Regions from separate parts of the Sus scrofa genome. Here region 1 is linked to region 2. A link is a contact called in public Hi-C data. All regions are on one chromosome and are shown on one strand. Each heading gives the region's core, a stretch centred on a gene start, on an enhancer-like site or on the middle of the called end of the contact. The rest is flanking DNA. Distances are from core to core; before and after follow the strand shown.

Region 1 (3,067 bases), core at 79-2,578, 150 kb after region 2:
GGTTTCTGCGCTGTCCACCCTCTAACCCGCAGGGTTTCCAGCCAAGTGCACACACTCCGACCTATCTGCACACACTTGTACACAAGCGCCATCCCCGCGCCTGTGCCCAGGAGGACTGAGCCATCAAAAGTGCACACATCGGCCCCGCCCACCCCCACTCAAGTCTGGTCGGCCCCCGCCACCGGCTGCTGCGGCTCGGAGTCAACTTTGGCAAGATAACAGTCAGTGCCTGCGGCCAACTGTGATGGGTGGCCTACCGTATACTGGTCAGTATTGTAATCACTTTGCCCACTGCCCTGGAGGGAAGTCCTGAAATCAGGCCACTTAGACTTTTAGGGAACCCGAGCTGGGAGGCAAAGTCTTGCGGGAGGTAGGAGGAAGCGGGGAAGTTGGGGTTGGAACCCGGAGCGGGCCGCCGGGCGAGCAGTCGGGTGTACGCAAGCCCACGCATGTGGAGAGCAGGGGTGCTCCTGTCCACACGTGAGCGCGCCCCTGGCCGGGCTGGCCCCTCCCTGAGCGGGTTTTCACCAAAGAAAACCAGGACGCCACCAGCTCCTCTTCCTCCTTCCGGCCCCTGGCCCCACTGCCTCAGGCTTCTTCCCAGAACCCTCCCTACTGGTCCGCCTGGTGGCTACCCTATGAAGACGCCGAGGAGCCCGCCTGCGGCTCCCTGCACAGCAATTCAAAGCTCAGGGCCTCCCCCTCCGCATCCCTTTATTCCCCACCAGGCAGGTCCTGCCTCAGGGTCTCTGCCCCGTACCTGGTAAGTGCTGGTGAGGCCCAGGCGGTAGAAAACTGGGAGGAAGAGTAGGGCAGTGAGCAGCGAGTTGAGCAGCTGTCCCAGGCACATCCAGAGGAACTTGAGGCCATAGCGGTAGGCCTCCGCTGGCACGCCTAGCACCTGTACCGCCGACATGAAGCTGGCGGACAGCGAGAGGCCGACGGGCACGGCCGTCAGGCGCCGGCCCCCGGTGAAGAAGTCCTCGGCGCTGCGCTGCCCACCCCGCGCCAGCCCAACCCACAGCCCGATGCCAGTGGACACCAGCAGCATGAGGGCGAAGACTCCGTAGTCCCAGGCTCCGAACGTGGCCCGCGCGCCTCCCTCGACGGTCGCCATGAGGGCCGGGTGCGGGGACAAGGCGCGTCCTGAGCCTTTCCAGCCACCTCGAGCTCCCGGGCTGAGGGAAGTTGGCAGCGGCCCAGAAGGCAGGACTGCGAGGAGGTGGGAGGATGCTCGGCCTCCGATGCGACACTGCGCGCCGGTTCCCCTTCGTCCCCTGCGGGCCGAGGTTCCCCGGGCAAGGAATCTGTGGATCCTCGACTGCCTCCCTGACTTTCCTCTCGGTCTTTGGCGTCTGTCTCTGCCGTCTGTCTGTCCGTCCACCTGGCCTCCACTTGGTCCGGCTGCCCCGTGCAGCTGCGTGTCCACTTCCCAGCCCTCTGTCTGTCCTCTCCCTGGGAGCCGCGCTCAGCTCTGACTGCTGGAGGTCTTGGCGGGGCTTAAACGCGCAGCTGGCTGCAGGGCTGCGGATTTATTGGGCTCCGGGTCGACGAAACTCCGCCCCCGCGTGTGGGGGCGGGAAGGACCCGCACCCTTTCCCTTCTGGACTGGGCCAGAGAGGCTGGGACAGGACACTTGGGTGGCTGCTGGGGGTGGGGGTGATGGATGCCCCCCTTGCTTCGCGTGGCCCTTTCCCCTGGCCATAAGCTTTTAAAGTCTCCCTGTGACAAGTGGGGAAACTGAGACTCAGAGTTGGCATGTCACTTACCCAGCACTACACAGCATTCAAATCCCCACTGTGCTTTTGTATCTTGACCTACAGGGGAGCTCGCTCACCCACGGGACTGGGGTTTACTTTCAAGGTTGCAGCGTCCCCAAAAGGAAACCTGCACTGCTTCAACCCCTCCCCCGACTGGCACCTTGACCCACTCCCTTTCTAGCAGGAGAACATCACCAAACGCTGTCCTTAGGTTAAGCTTAGTGGGAGGTAGTGGGGTTCTGAGCACATATATATCTGAAGTAGTCTTTGCTTCTTTCTGGGCCTCAATTCCCCATCTGTAAGTGGGGCTAACATATAGCCCTTGCCTCGGAGGAATAAATTCAACCCGCATAACACAGCCTGGCACAGAGTAAGTACCTCATTCATTCATTTCTTCCCTCATTTGTTGGTTCCTTCACCAAATATGCATTGAGAACCTACGCTGTGCCAGGCATTAAGTGTATGATGGAGGTCATGGAGGGGCTGTCACTGGCCATGAACTTGAATATATGGAGAGACATGAAAACCTGGGGAAGTAGTGTCTGGTCGGCCCCTAATGTTACAAATGAAGAGATCTGAGGTACAGGGGAAGGGAAAGTCCTTTGTGTGGGGTCATGCCATCAAGAAATGCAACACTGTCATCTTGGGACCCTTCGCTACTGGACCCTGAGGGACTTGGGCCTCCAGAGGCTCTGAGCTCTGAGTTCGAATCCTATCTCGCCCTGTGAATGCTGGGTTCTCTCCTCTATGAGCCGGGAGGGATCTAAGAATTCCTTGGGTTGAAGTTAGGGCTCCCTAACCGTCCCCAGCCTCTGACGCCCCCTGGTGGCCCCCTCTGGCAGACACGCACCTCCCAAGCTGGGTGCATCCTCCCCCCCAGGCATCCTCAGGAGTCACCGGGGACTGTCTCCTCTCTCCAACTCGTGGCACAGTGCAGGGCCAGCCAGATCCTTCCTGGAGCTGCGATAGCACGCCTCCACATGAGAATCTGCTGCTCACTGGCATGCATCTCCTGCCAGGAGGGTGGGGAGAACTTGGGAGTTTTTCCTCCTTCTAGTTCCCTGCTGCATCCTCCAGGAAAACGTGATGAGAAAGGGGAAATCCGGGTGGATTCCCTCAAAGCTGCGCCAATCAATGCAAATATATGCAAACTGATGTAAGCCAGGTAAAACTGGCCTTGTCTCCCCAGAGGGGTGCTCAGAGGGGTGATTGTCCCCTGCCAGCTCCCTGCTTCTCCTGCAGTGGTAGAAGAAGGGTCCAGGCTGCAGAATGACACCTGGGCTGAATCTCATGCATTAAGCACCTAG
Region 2 (3,345 bases), core at 62-2,561:
CCCCAGCCCCGCCCCTCCGCCCAAAGCTCAGGTAGGGACGTGGGGTTCTTCCCATGTCCTAACACACAACACCCCGCAGCAGGACCTCTGCCCCCCCAGATACACCCTGAATCCACGGGCTTCCTCTACCCGCCTCCCCCGACAGCCCTTCGTGCTTAAACGTGTTGTCTCGGATTCCTCCCGTGACCACCAGGTGGCAGCAGCGGCGCGTATCTCTCAGGCTCAGCCCGCCCAGCACCCTCCCACCTCCCAGGGAGTTTGCAAAACAGACTTTTCCGGTTTTAGATGAGGGCGGGGGATTAAAACCCAGAACCACGGAATTTTGTGGCGAAAGGCGATGAGAGTGAGGGATGTCTGGCAGGCAATAGGGCCGGAAGGCCCTTCCCCTTTGCGGGGGGGCGGCCCTCAGTTTCCCCATCTATGCATCTAGATGGGGAAACAAAAGACTTGGCCAGTGCCCCGGCTACAGTGGCTGCTCACTGTTCTGCGAGTGTTCCATCCCTTGGATTTGTCACCTCCCAGCTTTTGCTCAAGGCGTACCCTCCACCAGATAAGCCCTCCCTTGAGGATCAGCCCTCCTCATTCCTTAGGGCTGGGTGCCAGCCTGAGAAGGAGGCTTGGACAGTGGCAGGGCCCAAAGTAGACAGGAAGGAGGGAAAGGTGGATCAGTAGCCTTATAAGAAACACCAGAATTACCTGACCCCCAGGGGCCTAGAGCCACCCACCTCAAGTCCAGAATCCATCCCCACCCCGTCCCGCCCCTCCCCCACCAAACACATACACAGTGGAACCTCCAGAGAACCCGTGCTGATTGTCCCAGTCTTGGGCCCACCAGTAGCACAGGACCCAGTTGGGTGGCCATGGGAGTCAGCAAACCTACCCTCAGGCACAATCCCCTGGGTCCAAGGAGTAGTTCAATATTTGTGGAGCACCACTAGAAACACGATGAAATGAATGGGGAAAGTGGACACCTTGCTTCTACAGGTGGTGGGGAGTGGGGGCCGGGAGGCTGAGCCTGCCTGGGAGAGAAAGTTTCAGAGAGGACAGCAGCACAGATAATCCTAGTTCCTGGATCCAGCCATACCTGAAGCCCCTTAACCCTGTTTCTCTTTTTCTGAAGCATGCAGAAATTCCGGGCCAGAGATTAAACCTGTGACATAACCTGAGCCACAGCAGTGACAATGCTGGATTCTTAACCCACTGAACCAAGGAACTCCCCTAATTCTTTTTTTGTTAAAACCACTCTTGGGTTCTGTTTCTGCTGCTAGAAGATGACTCATAAGAAGTTCCTCTCTAGGCCTCTACTTGTACCCATCTGTATAATAGGAAGTTCCTCTCTGGGTCTCTACTTGTATCCATCTGTATAAGGCTCTTAGCAGAGCCCTGGCCCAGTGTTTATTGAGCACATACTGTATATTCATTATTCTGGGGCTCCTCTGAGGGTTGATCCCTCAGTTTCCCTAGGAGCTCCAACAACCAAGACTGGTAAGACCCACTTTCACAGCTTCATTCCTTCACTGATTCAGGAAATCAGTGTTGAGCACCTACTGTATACCAATTCCTGGCCTGCACAGGTCAGAATTGGTCTAGTCACCAGAGGCTCCTGGTTGGGTAGGGAAGGCAGATGCTAATCTAATCCTCACAAAGATAGTTAGAATAAACCTGGGAGGGTGAAAGTATAAGGAACAAGAGTGAGGCAGAGTTTTGTGGTGCTAGGGCCAAGATGGTGAAGAGAGGCCAGAACAGCAAGAGCAAAGGGCCTGTGGCAGATGTGGTTGGTGGGGAGTCCATGAGGCAGAGATAGAGGTCACAGCCCTCTGGAGCCTGGGGACATGAGTTTTAGTTGTAGCTTGGTGGGGGTAGGGGTGGAGGTTCTGGAGCTGGAGCGTTAGAGATCTGATCTGGGAGTTATTCAAAGATGCTTCCTACTCTTGTTTCAGCCCAAAACAGGTGAGTCAACCTGGTTGGCCTCAGTGTTCTATTCTGCAAAATGGGTACCTTTTACCATTCTCCAGAGCCCTTGCCCCCCTCTTCACCTCCTCTCCTCTGTCTCTTTCTCTCTTTCTTCTATTTAGTTAGTTAGTTAGTTAGTTTTGGCCATAACTGAGTCATGTAGAAATTCCTGGGCCAGGAATCAAACCCATGCCGCGGCAGTGACAAGGCGGGATCCTTAACCCGCTGAGCCACCAGGGAACTCCTGTCTCTTCCTCTCTTGGTCTGACTCTCCCTTTCACCGTGGTTTCCTTCAGGAGTCAGGACGCATGTCTCCCAAAGGGGGACAGGTTGCCTCAGTTTACCTCCCCAGATACCTGTTTCTTCAGTCTCTCCAGCAGCCTATGGTTGGAGAGATGTTGTCTCTGCCTCTTCCTTTGAACCAGGATGGGGCTGGGGTCTCAGGGCCCTCTGGGGACCAAGGCTGCAGGAAATGACATGGAATAGCCCTGAGCCCTGGCCTGGCCTCTCACCCTTCACTGCCTCAGACGCCAGGCCCTTGGCCATAGCAATGCAGGTTCCAGACCACATCTGAGACCTATGCTTCAGCTCACGGCAACATCCGATCTTTAACCCAATGAGGCAGGCCAGGGATCGAGCCCTCATTCTCATGAATACAAGTTAGGTTCTTAACTCACTGAGTCACAACGAGAACTCCCTCTTCACCCTTTTAAAGTGAACAGTTCAGTGGCATTTAGTACCTACACAATGTTGTGTAACCATCATTACTTTCTAGTTTGAGCATCTCCACTACCTCAAAAGAGACTCGTCCCCATGAGCAGTCACTCCCCCTCCTCCCTCCCCCATCCTCTGACAACACTGATCTACTGTCTCTATGATTTGCCTGTTCTGGACATTTCATATAAATGGGATTATGTAACATGTGGCCTTTTGTGGCCTTTTGTGAAAAAACTCAGCATGAAGCTCCTGAGATTCATCCACATTGTCCTACTTATCGGAACTTCATTCCTTTTCATAGCTGAGTAATAGTCCATTGTATGGATGGACTGCATTTTGTTTATCTACTCTGTTTATCTATTGATGGACATTTGGGCTGTTTCCACCTTTTGGAGATTGTGAATAGTGCTGCCATGAACATTGTGTCCAAGGTGTGGTGGCAACACCTGTTTTCAATTCTCTTGGTGTATACCGAGAACTGTTTTGTCCCATTGTAATTCTCTGCTTTTATTGTATTTTATTTTTTATTTTTTTGGCTGTACCTGTGGCATGTGGAAGTTCCCAGGCCAGGAATCGAACCTGTGCCACAGCAGTGACCCAGGCTGCTACAATGAAAACACCAGATCCTTAACCTGCTGCACTACAAGAGAACTCCTGTAATTCTGTGTTTAAATT

The links. A called contact is a pair of places that touch in the nucleus more often than the background predicts.
Region 1: a contact with region 2 is called in a Hi-C map of epiblast stem cells, with 2.7 times the contacts expected there. The contact joins the promoter of SLC5A5 here to the enhancer-like site in region 2. A contact is called at or near these places in 4 of 47 Hi-C or Micro-C datasets (embryonic fibroblasts, epiblast stem cells, omental adipose tissue and 1 more).

Annotation. Positions count from the first base shown.
Region 1 is chr2:59,883,758-59,886,824 of Sscrofa11.1, forward strand. It overlaps SLC5A5 (solute carrier family 5 member 5), which reads right to left and starts at 1,329. Exons shown (of 15, transcript NM_214410.1): 1 at 761-1,329. The coding sequence starts at 1,117.
Region 2 is chr2:59,736,565-59,739,909 of Sscrofa11.1, forward strand. No RefSeq gene overlaps it. Among named protein-coding and RNA genes, the nearest start is that of IL12RB1, 30 kb to the left of the region's middle. Within about 2 kb of position 1,312, at least 29 of the 83 cell types and tissues checked have an H3K27ac peak or open chromatin away from gene starts, as enhancers often do. A contact at or near this core is called in epiblast stem cells, omental adipose tissue and subcutaneous adipose tissue, where this site is marked.